Linked DNA regions of Mus musculus: regions 2 and 3 are each linked to region 1. The links are chromatin contacts, called in public promoter capture Hi-C maps. All regions are on one chromosome and are shown on one strand. Each heading gives the region's core, a stretch centred on a gene start, on an enhancer-like site or on the middle of the called end of the contact. The rest is flanking DNA. Distances are from core to core; before and after follow the strand shown.

Region 1 (3,724 bases), core at 491-2,990:
TTTGTGTAAGAGCTGTGGCTGGGTTTGCAGAGGAGACATGTACTTGGTGAAACTAACCAAGGTGTGGGAAACATTTAAAGATGTTTCTACTAGAATGAAACCAACTGGATAGGTGGGGGAAGAAGAGGTAGAGAGCGCACATGGACAAAGGGCTGTTGGCTTGTCCCGTTCTGTACTTCTACACAGATGGAAGCAAATACTTAGACTATCCACGTAGGAGAGGGATTTCCGGTGTCAGGATAAATTTCCTGTGGCACTTGGGTCTAGGAATCGGGGACAAAGGGGTATCCTGGGCCATGTCCTTCCTTAGCTTCCCATCACTTTGATAAACACCATGACTGTAAGCAACTCGGCAGGAAAGGGTTAATTTCAGCATACAGCTCACAGGTCACAGGAAGTCAGGGCAGAACTGAGGGTAGGAACTGAGATAAGGTGCGCAGAGGAGCACTGCTTTCTGGCTTGCTTTCAGAGGCTTGCTCAGCCTTCTCTCAAATACAACCAGGCCCGCCTGCCTGCCCTGGAGTAGCACCCACCACAGTGGGCTAGACCCCCGCCCTCTGCCCTCCACAGGGCAATGTGACAGGCATTTTTCTCTTTCTGGTGTTCCCTGTTCCCAGATGACCCTAGCTGTGTCTGATAGGCAAAAATAAATAAACAAGTAAATAGATAAATAAATACGGACTGAGCAGCACAGCCAGGAAGCTGAAGCTCTGCGTCTCACAAAGAGCCTGTCTGTCATCATCCCGTTACTTACTTATTCACTGGACAGACACCAGGTAGCCATCAACTCTGGCCTGTGGTGCTCCAGAGCCTCCTGGTGTGGTAGAGTATAGTCCACCACCCAGCATGCCGTTTCTTTAAAGGAGCATATGATATTGAAAGTTCTACAGTTCATGTAAGCTCTGTCCCAGCCACTCACAGCCACTGTAGTGGGATGGTACAAAAGTTTGGAAAGATGATACAGGAAGGAATGGGCATGGCTGTGCACAGCAGCCGTTTAGTTAAAGCAAAGAGACAGGAGGCTAAACCTGGCTGGTCTAGGAGAAAAGGCAGACAAGAGTCTAGCATTGTGTTTACACTTATCTGTGCAAAGGTCCTGAGGTGAGAGGTTGCACAAAGCTTTGAAGGTAGAAATCAGTGCCTCGTGCCTGAAATCTTAACACTGAGGGCAGGAGTCCAGGAGGTACTGAGGCAGGAGCATTCCTGGGAGTCTAAAGCCAGCTTTAGAATGAGATGCTGTCTGAAGACAAGCAACTAAAAGCTTAGAGGAATTGATACATGGTGGGAGGGGAGGGTCAGATAAGGGAAGGACTGACCCCCGTACTTTCAAACTTTGCGTGGGACACCTATGACATTAGTCTCGACTGTCAATTAGTAGTTGAGTTACCTTAGGGTATGACAAGATTAGAATGGCATTTGAAAGTTTTCTTACTGCGACGTGTTGGATGCATTAGGTTGCATTATTGTAGTATAACACCTGAGGACATATATATCAGATAATGAGTTACACAGGGGGGTAGCAGTGTTGTTTAGAAAGTAACTGATACAGGAACCATATAGCATATAGGAAGCAGCCCCTGGCAGAAGGCTCTCTTCTTTTGCCTTTTTCCCTTTGAACAAAGACAGTGTGATGTCAGGGAAGGTGCTTTGTTTACGTTTCTAGGCTTCTTGCACCAGGGTTACTACTCCTCAGGGTGTACGCCAAGGAGAGGGAACCTCTCTTGCTTTGCCTTCCTCTCCACACACCACTGAGCTGATGCCTGCTGCCAGGCTCGAATCCCGACCCAGGAGCACCTGCAAGATTTGAAAGGCACCTCAAGAATGAGATGGATTCACCGGAGAAACTGGAGAAGAACAATTTAGTGGGTAGGTTCCTTCCTCCTCTCTGAATGCTACCTAGCCACACATTAATCAGAGAAGGACTGGTGCACTAGAGAGCTGGGACATCATCACTGTGTACCCAGTGAAACAAACGCACTTGAACTGGGTATGCCTGTAATACAGTACTCTGAAGGCTGAGTCTGGAGAATTGCTATGAGTACAAGGCTGGCCTGGGCTATGTCACAAGACCCTGTCACAGAGAGAGAGGTTGAGAGAGGGAGAAGGGAGGCTTCAATTCTATTGTTTCACATTCGATATTTCCACTGGTTATATTTGATTTTTGAATGGCGGTCTGTAACTTGTCCCCAGAATTCCAGTTGTGACCAAAGAGGCATGTGTTTATCTTTGCACTTCTGGCCTCACCTTACATAGCCCAGATATGATGGAGGCTGACTTCCCTCCTCTTCAAGTGCGACACTATGATTTAGAGAAAAGTCTGCTTAAGCTACATAATTTCAGATAAATGGAGAGAAGTTGAAAAAAGTAAGACTTAGTCCGTAAGTACCAAGTACTATGCTTAGTTTTAATGACTCAGATGAGTTGGAAATTATACGGTTTTTGTTACCATCTCAGACCTGATAATTATGAGGGAAGTCCCCGCTATCAGTTTACAAGGGTAAAAGCTGGGTCTTGGGGAGCTTAGGGACTTGGGGCCGTGGGTGTGTTTGCTGAGTGTGTTCGTGCATGGGATTTAATCTGTGCTCTGTAACCTTCTGTTGCCAAAACCCTATTTCAAGTTGGAAGCTGAGAAAGAACCTGGTATTGCTAATTCAGAAAAGAAAATAGAAGTTTACCCAAATTGGGAAACAGTCTTTTCTCCGCAAGTAGGCATGTCAGTACTGAGAGGCTGCAAGCATTAGGCATCATTTGAAAACTCCTTGTAGCTCAGGCTACCACTGAGCTTCCTGCCTCCGCCTCCTAAGTGCCGGGATTGCAGGCACGCAAGCACTATGCTCTTCGCTTTCTTTTAGTATTTTTTTAAGAGTCAAGTTCACAGCATTGTTAATGAAAAATTCAACTCTCATCTCAAAAGGAGTAAGAGATGGTTTATTGCTAGGTCTGGCATGGCCTTGGTAGGGACAGAATGACACGGTTCCTGCCACTGGGACAGGGTCAGCAGACATGGGACTCCACCAGTGTCCATGGTGGCTGTGGGCATAAGGCTTTTTTTAAATAATAATTACATATTTTTACATTCCTCCTTCAAGGAACATCCTCCCTCTTATCACTGACTCCGTGGAAGTCAGAGGCAGCCTGAGGCAGGAGGCAAAGGTGTGGCTAATGTCTAAGCAAAATGGTAAACGCTGGGACCTTCAGGACAGCCCTTAAGGCTGCATAAAAGAACTCTAAAAAATGGGTTCAAAGATATATAATTTCTCAAAAAATAAGGATGCAATATGAATTATATGAGGGGCTTCATGAATCTAAAGGAACAAAAGCAGCCGCACCGTGAGCCAGCTTGTCAGAAAGATGCTAAGGAAGGAGACACAGAGATTTAGGGAGCAGTGATCACAGGAGACCCCACCCTGCTAAGGTTTTTTCTTTATGCTTACAAAGGTAGAGAGATTCGTGAGCTCAGGGTCAGCCTGGGACCGAGCCAGGTTAGGCCGCCCCCCCAATGTGGTAGAAATGATAATTTCAGGGTGGGGTCCCATCCAGCTAGCTTGGTGTCTGGTCTCTAAATTCTTTTGCAAAGTTAAAAGAAAATGTGTGCTTGCTGTCTCCTAAGAATTAAGGGTCTGGGGTCCTGAGATGCTGATTCATAGGATAAGCAAAAGGGAACCTGGAGTAAATGACTGGATTGATATGTAAATAAAAGACTGGGCTTATGACTGCAGGAGAT
Region 2 (3,724 bases), core at 842-3,341, 2.3 Mb before region 1:
GCATCAACAGGAAAGACTGGACCCAACTGTGTGCACAACAGTGAAGTTAAAATAACACCTCCCCAGCGCCCCCTCCCTCTCATTTTGAGACAGGGTCTCATGTAGCTCAAGCTAGCCTCAAACTTAGCATAGAGCGAATGACAACTTTAAAGTCTGATCCTGCTGCCTTCTCCTCCCGAGCCCTGTGTTGACAAGCATGTGCCACCACCTCACGCAGTGCTGAGGATGGAACCCAAGACATCACACATGCTCTGTCAGCATCCTGTCAACAGAGCTGTAGCCACAGCCCAGTGTCTGTCTTCTAAGGGTGAAATAAAGGGCTCCTTAGAAACTGCCCTTAGGGCCAGCTAGGTGGGCTCGGCAGAAAAGAGCACTTGCTGCCAAGCCTGAAAACCTGTGCTCAACCCCAGAGGATCCAGCCGTTGGAAGGAGAAAACCAGCTAACCAGGTCCAGCAAGTTATCCTCTGACTGCCATATAAGAACTGTGGCATGCACACAATAAAAGACATTTTTAGCTGCTTATCATGCTGGCATGATGGCTGTCGGCTGCAATCCTAGTACTCTGAAGACAGAGGCTAAGGAATCTCAAGTCCAAGGCCTGCATGGACTACAGAGTGAATTCAAGGCCGGTCTAGACTACTTAGCGAGACAACCTTGGTTAAATAAGACCCTAGTTCCTTCACATGTCTCTTCTTACCCCAGTTGCCATGAGATTAGACGCCCCACCCCGCCATGCCATGTTCCTGCCATTCTATGCTCAAAGCAACAGGGCTCAGGAGAAGAGTGCCTGCCTAGCCAGCGTGAGGCCTTAAGTTTGAGCCTAGTGAGAGACAGTCAGAGAGTTGCTGTGGATGGCCCCGGTGCTGTTTGCATTTTGATGCTAATTCTGCTTCCTCAAGAGAGGCTTCCCCAATCCTCAGGTGGTTTCCTGTGAATCTTCTCCCCATTGTAACTGGTCAAATAAAGACCAGAGCCTGTGGCTGGGCAATGGAAGGGGAAGGTGGAACTGAAGGTTTTAAGAGAGGGAGAAGAGAGGCAGAGGAGGAGGAGAGGGAGGAAGATGGAGCAGGGCCACGTGGCCCAGAGAAGCCACAAGTAACAAGGGCTCTCATGGCTGAGTAATAGAGTTGTGTAGTGGGAAATCTGCCCGATCTAGGGTTTCTCTGTATAGCCCTGGCTGTCCTGGAACTCACTTTGTAGACCAGGCTGGCCTTGAACTCAGAAATCTGCCTGCCTCCCGAGTGCTGGGATTAAAGGCATGCGCCATCACACCCGGCTTTTTTTTTTTTTTTCCATGATGTCTTTTCAACCCTCCTAATTAAATAAAGTTTATCTCGTGTGCCAACCTCTGTCTAAAGTACCTGACTCTAGCTCTCCTGGATTCTCCCAAGGGAAACCATGCTGTAATTGACTTGGTCCGGGTGCCTGACCTAACTGCTCACACTAGCCAGGCATGGTAGGTGGCGGGCGGGGGGGGGGGGGGGGCGATCTCTGAGAGTTTAAAGCCAGCCTGGTCTACATAGTGAGTTCCAAGACATCCAGGGCTACATTGTGAGACTCTGTCTTTTAAAAACATAATAATAATAATAATAATAATAATAATAATAACAACAACAACAACAACAACAAACTACTTACAAGAAAATTTGCTATTTGCAAATAGCAGGTCCCCTTGACACATTTAGAAGACCTGCCCAGTAACACCTGTGGTGAAATGACACCCTTCCTGGACCTCAGGGGTGGGGCTGGGGTCAGGGAGAACAAGAACAAAGACTGCTGGACAATTCAAGGTACTGCCAAGAAGCTATGAGGGCAAAGCAAGCAGGCTTGATCTGTTGGGGTTTTTTGTTGCTGCTGTTAATTGAATGTTTTACTTTGCGATAACTGTAGCCTTACAGACCTTTGTAAGACTATTACAAAGAAAAAGGGAAATACTACAGAGTGATCCCAGGGACCTTTGGCCCAGTTTCCCCCAGTGGTAATTTCTTGCAAAACGATACCACAGAGGAACGGGTAGATGACTCAATGTATAAAGTGCTTGCTTGCTCCACAGACAAGAGGACCTGCTAACCGACTCCTCAGCGCCTCTGCAGAAAGTCAGCAGGATACACCTAAGCCCCAGTGCCAGGGCGGCAGTAACGGCTGACTCCCAGGGCATGCTGGGCTGCCTGTTCAGCCAATGGGCCAGCTTCAGGTTCAGAGAAAGAGCCTGCCTCAAAACAGGAGGTGGAGAGCACAGAGGAATGTGGAGGTTTGTATATGCCTGACACAGGGAGTGGCACTATTAAGAGGTGTGGCCTTGTTGGAGGAAGTGTGTCACTGTGGGGGTGGGCTTTGAGACCTTCCTCCTAGCCACATGGGAGACAGCCTTCTCCTGTCTGCCTTTGACCAAGATGTAGAACTTTTGGCTTCTCCCACATCTGCCTGGACACTGCCATACTCTACCACCTTGATGATAATGGACTGAACCTCTGAACCAGTAAGCCAGCCCCAATTAAATGTTGTCCTTTATAAGACTTGTCTTGGTCATGGTATTTCTTCACAGCAATGCAAACCCTATCTAAGACAAAGAACATACTTCAAGTTGACTTGTAGCCTGTACATATGCATTCAGATGAGAGCCCACCTCATGTATGTATACACACACACACACACACACACACACACACACACACACACACACAGCCTCCTGAAGCAGGCTGGTACAGACCTTGTCCCCACTGATGTGGGGCCACCTGTGGTGCAGCTTTCCTATTTGGCTGGCTTCTTTTGAAGTCAACTGCCCTGAGATTCTGCTACCTGCAGAGAGGCTGAACCTGTCTTCCAGAGACATTCCTGAATAAGCAACAGCCTGGCAACCAAGTGCTAACGGGCTTGGCTGCATGGCGGCATGGCGACAAAGCACCAAGGATGGACTGGTGGGAAAGGGGGGCGCGGATATGGGCCTTCCCCCCTTACAAGCACAGCCTCTTAGTAAACTCTCGGGCCTTGATCAGAGAAAAATTTGTCTTGGCTTCATCATTCTTTTTTCGCAGTCTAGTCTCTTTCAGCCCCAGCCTGCCTTCCAGAAATACCTGGTTCATGTAGGCCGCGGGCCGGCCTCCTACTACACACACACACACACCAAAAAACCAAAATTAAACAATAACTAATACCAAGAAACTAAAGATGGCTCAGCAATTAAGAGCACTGGATGCTCTTGCAGAGGCTGTCAGGTACCTACATGGCAGCTCACAGCTACCAGGGAAACCAATGTCATCATGAAGCCTCCTTGGGTATTAAATACACTTGGGATACACAGATACACATATAGGCCAATCACCCATACACAAAAGTCAAAGATTTGAAGTTACCACCCAAACCAGCCTACTAGTATGGGCTACATGAGACCCTGTGGGGGAAAAACTGGTAAGGGTGGGGCAAGCATGGTAGTGAGGCTACCGCAAACTTCACGTTGGGACTTTGCGCCAACAAAAGTAAAGACAGAGAGGAAGAAGTGAATATGAGATAGGACACAGTGACAGGGAGACATAGGACACTGGCATTTGAGCCAGTCTTGCTATGTAGACCTGGCCTGAGGTTCATACTAAAGGCTGAGTGGTGGAATTGCAAGAGCCACCACACCCAGCTTTCTTCTTTTATAATGTTTCCTGTTACCTAATTCTATGTCAGCTTCAGCTACAGAGCAAATCTGAGGCCAACTGGGTCACTTGTGACTATTAA
Region 3 (3,724 bases), core at 319-2,818, 2.2 Mb before region 1:
TCTCACTGCAGAAACTGTGCAATGGTTCTCTCATAAGTATTCACATGAATTGGAAATAACATCTTTAGGCTTATTAAGCTTCTGTCTAAGTATTTATGAGCACCATATGTGTGTCCATGGTGTTTAGAAGAGGGGTTGTATCCCCTGGAACTGGAGTTACAGGTGGTTGTGAATGTGGGTGCTGAGAACTGAACCCAAGACCTCTGCAAGAGCAACTCTGCAAGAGCAACAAGTGGTCTTAACCGAGGAGCATCTCTCCTGCCCCAAACAGTATCTCTTTAACTATACACACTCGACACTCAAAACACCACTAACCCAACATAAAACTGTACACTAATTCATACTGATCAATGGACTGACTTTAACAAGGACCCAAGTTCCATTATGTTCCTCTCCTTCAGTAAAAGTTCCTATTCAAAAAGGCATTTAAACGCTGCTCAATAAATTGTGATTTCCCTACTTTTGAAATGTGTAAAATATGCCTCAGCCAAAACACACTATTCAGCGTTATTGTTATATAGCACATGCAGTTCTATCAGTCCAGATTTTATTTATATTTAAAGTTCCGTTAAATTTAGAGATAAACATAATTTTTCCTCCAAACCGAACTGCTTTGTCCACCAAACTACCAATTTCAAGATCCCTAAAAACAATAGGTGCAAAAAGACTGTTCTGATCTTTTACAGCACTACCGTTTGGTTACAATTTCTCATCTTCCAATCCGACATCGATGGAGATGTGAAACAGAACCAGAGGAGGGACCGCATGCGCTTATAATTTCGGTAAGCAACAGTGTTCGAGCAGTGCCACATCGACCCGAGGCCCTCGCTGCGCTGTCTGCTAGCAAGTAAAGCTGCTTTTTCTATGTAACTTAAGTCCGTGCCCTTCCGCTGCAGCAGTGGCGCAGCACATCCCCCACCCCCGCGGCCACTTCCGTGTTTACACTCCTCTTCCCTCCAATTCCATGCGTACATTGTCAGCTTCACTCCCGCCCAATCTTCATTGGCCCGGCTCGGGCCCGTGGTCCCGCCCCCAGAAATCAACGTTCTTATTTGGAACAGCTCAGGGCGCAGATTGGAACCTCGGGCCTGTCAATCGCGCGCGTTCTGTCCTCTCCCAGGCGCTTCCGCTATGGTGGGAGGTTTGGGGGAGGGGAAAGGGGGCAATGCCGAGCCGAGACTTCCCCGGGGCCAGGACGCCCTCCCGCCCGCCCCGCTCCCCGCTTTCATCTTACTGTGGACCAAAATAAACGTCCCCCTCCGCTGTCCCGCAGCCCCGGGCCGGCTGCGCGGAATACACCCGGTGTCCTTCCCGTCCACCCTCAGTCACCCGCCCCACGAGGGAAGGAAGGGCAGCAGCCCGGTTCCCCCACGGCCGCCGTTAGCCGCGGCGGGGAGGTGCCGGGTCGGCGGCGTCCCACTCGGCACCGGGAAGTGGCCTCGGGACCGTTACTCGGGCGCCGCTCCGGGAGGGACGAGGCGGGAGGCCGGGCGGGCGCGTTTTGGCGGGTAGCGCCCGGGGGGGCCGCGGCGTCCATGCGGAAGTGGCGGCTATAGGAAGTGAGAGGCGAGGGCGGCGGGCGGCCAGCGCCCCCGGCCGCGGGCAGGGGCGGCCCTCTCGGCCGGACAGCGTGGCAGGCGGCGGGGACAACAGCTCCGCTCACTTCCTGGTTCCCCGGCAACTGGGGCGAAGCGCGCAACTCGCCCGCGCCGACTCCCCAACTTAGCCGCGGCTCCGCGCCCGGCCCCTGCCGCTGCCGCTGCTGCGCCGCCGCCGCCGCCGCTCTCCCCGGAGCGACAGCCCGGATCCGAGGCAGGTTACTCTCCAAGGTGATCACTTCCTGATTTGTCGCCTCCATTACTTCATTCACTCCCCCCTCTCCGCGGCCGCCCGGCTGCCGGAGACGGACACCGGACCCGGGGCGCTGACCGCCCCGGGGGACGCTCCCCGCCCGCCGGGCGCCCCCTCGCCCGCTGCACCGATGCACGGGAGAAAAGTTCCCCTGTGCTTACCGGCCCGGATGAGCAGATCCAGCTGGTTCGTGGGTCCCTCATGCAGAGACGTCGCCATGTTTATCCCGGGGCTGGAACTGCTGCTTCACATTGACTTACACCCTGAGCGGCGGCGACAGGGGAGAAGGCGGAACCCGCGGCCGGAGACACACGCCGTGCGGGCGGCACACACTCACGCACTCGCACACACTCCGACGCCCGGATCCTTGCGCGTCCTCCGACAGGAAGCGGCGGCCGGCCCGCCTCCCGCCGCCGGGCTCAGCAGCCCCACCACCTAACGGCAGGGGCGGCGGCGGCCCCGGCTGGCAACGCGATCCTTCCGCCCCGCGCCCAGACAGGAAGTCAGTCCCGGGCGCCGGCAGCCGGCGGCCGCACGGACACCTGAGGCTGGGGAGCCGCAGGCCGCCCTCGGGGACGCGGGCCTCGCCTCGGCAGGAAGAGGCGCGCTTCACGTTCTGCGGAAGCGAAGTCTGCAAATGTCCCCTCTGGAAAAGAGCCATGAATCAAATTTTTCTTCCTAGAAAAGACCTCATACCTAGTCCCGCAGCTGTACACGGAGGTGGCTTTTTAACTTGGGTTGGCCTTCCCGGCGCTTATGCAACATACAATCAGTTCAGTCGAAAGAACTGCACTTTAAAAAACTTGTACCTAGAAAATATTCTAGAAGCATCACTAAGGAAGTCAGGAGTCTCCAACTACTTCAAAAACTGACTTGGTCCTGTCTTCTCGACAGAAGTCAGAGTACACTAGACAGGTAATTAGTAAACAGAAAAGAGCCGCCCGGCAGCCTCGGGGAGACTGGAGTCGCTGGGTTTGCTGGTCATGAAATTCGTGTGCCCTCTCTTGTATTTGCTTGACTTGGACAAATGAACGTATTCGTTCATAGCTTAAAGATATCTTCAGACAGCTTTTAAAAAACTCGTTTACCTTGAAACTGGCCTTACAAATACACACTGTAACAGGAAAGGAAAATAATGGCCAATTAGTGGCTATAAATTAGTGGAAATACAGGGAATAAGACCTAATTAAATGCCTTGCCTGTTTCAGAATTTCTTAACATAAAAACTGAAATAAAATGTCATTCCGAAGTTATTTGACACACGTTTTATGTAAAATGCACCTCCAATACATTTTATTCTTCGTTCAATAAAAGTTGCTGAATAAAAAGTAATCATCTGTAATGGTAGGGTTACAGATTTTATCTCAATTAACTGCATATAAATAAAGTTTGACAGTAATATAACGCGATATGGTTTTATAAGTTTACCCAGCACCATTAGATGGGTTTACCTAAGACTGCCAAGCATAGGTCAAAAGGAGTCAGCTAACTGATAGCTTTTATTTTTTTCTACTATCATTTTGAAATAAGAATCTCCCATTGACAGGCAGCATCTTTTAACAGTTTCTGTATCAAGAAAGATAAGGAATGCCAAAGGGTAATTGGATGGCTGTAGGCAGATCAATGAAACCGATAACAAATCAGAATTTCTGCTCCAGTAGCACATTTTCCATGTATTCTATTTAGTAAGGAAATGGAAACCGAAGGGGTGTGTGTGGTGTGTAGGTGGTGTGTAGGTGACAAGTCAATGGCTTAAGGACAATAAAACAGATTTCTCAATATAGGACCAGCTTGAAGTCTGACAACTTAGCTGACTGCATTTTAGGTATCTCGGAGGCAACGTGTATGTGTATAAGCTTGCGTGTGTGTGTGT

What was found. Promoter capture Hi-C pulls out the DNA fragments that hold promoters and counts their contacts.
Region 2: a promoter capture Hi-C map of liver shows a contact between it and region 1, with 3 times the contacts expected there. The contact joins the enhancer-like site here to the promoter of Stoml3 in region 1. A contact is called at or near these places in 4 of 39 promoter capture datasets (the C10 cell line, liver and pre-B cells).
Region 3: a contact with region 1 is called in a promoter capture Hi-C map of liver, with 2.7 times the contacts expected there. The contact joins the promoter of 4930577N17Rik here to the promoter of Stoml3 in region 1. A contact is called at or near these places in 3 of 39 promoter capture datasets (liver and pre-B cells).

Annotation. Positions count from the first base shown.
Region 1 is chr3:53,486,967-53,490,690 of GRCm38.p6, forward strand. It overlaps Stoml3 (stomatin (Epb7.2)-like 3), which reads left to right and starts at 1,741. Exons shown (of 7, transcript NM_153156.2): 1 at 1,741-1,866. The coding sequence starts at 1,827.
Region 2 is chr3:51,207,955-51,211,678 of GRCm38.p6, forward strand. No RefSeq gene overlaps it. Among named protein-coding and RNA genes, the nearest start is that of Gm40044, 11 kb to the right of the region's middle. Within about 2 kb of position 2,092, at least 92 of the 459 cell types and tissues checked have an H3K27ac peak or open chromatin away from gene starts, as enhancers often do. A contact at or near this core is called in liver, where this site is marked.
Region 3 is chr3:51,275,193-51,278,916 of GRCm38.p6, forward strand. 4930577N17Rik (RIKEN cDNA 4930577N17 gene) reads left to right here and starts at 1,569. Exons shown (of 1, transcript NR_073429.1): 1 at 1,569-3,215. The region is part of intron 4 of Elf2 (E74-like factor 2); the gene reads right to left.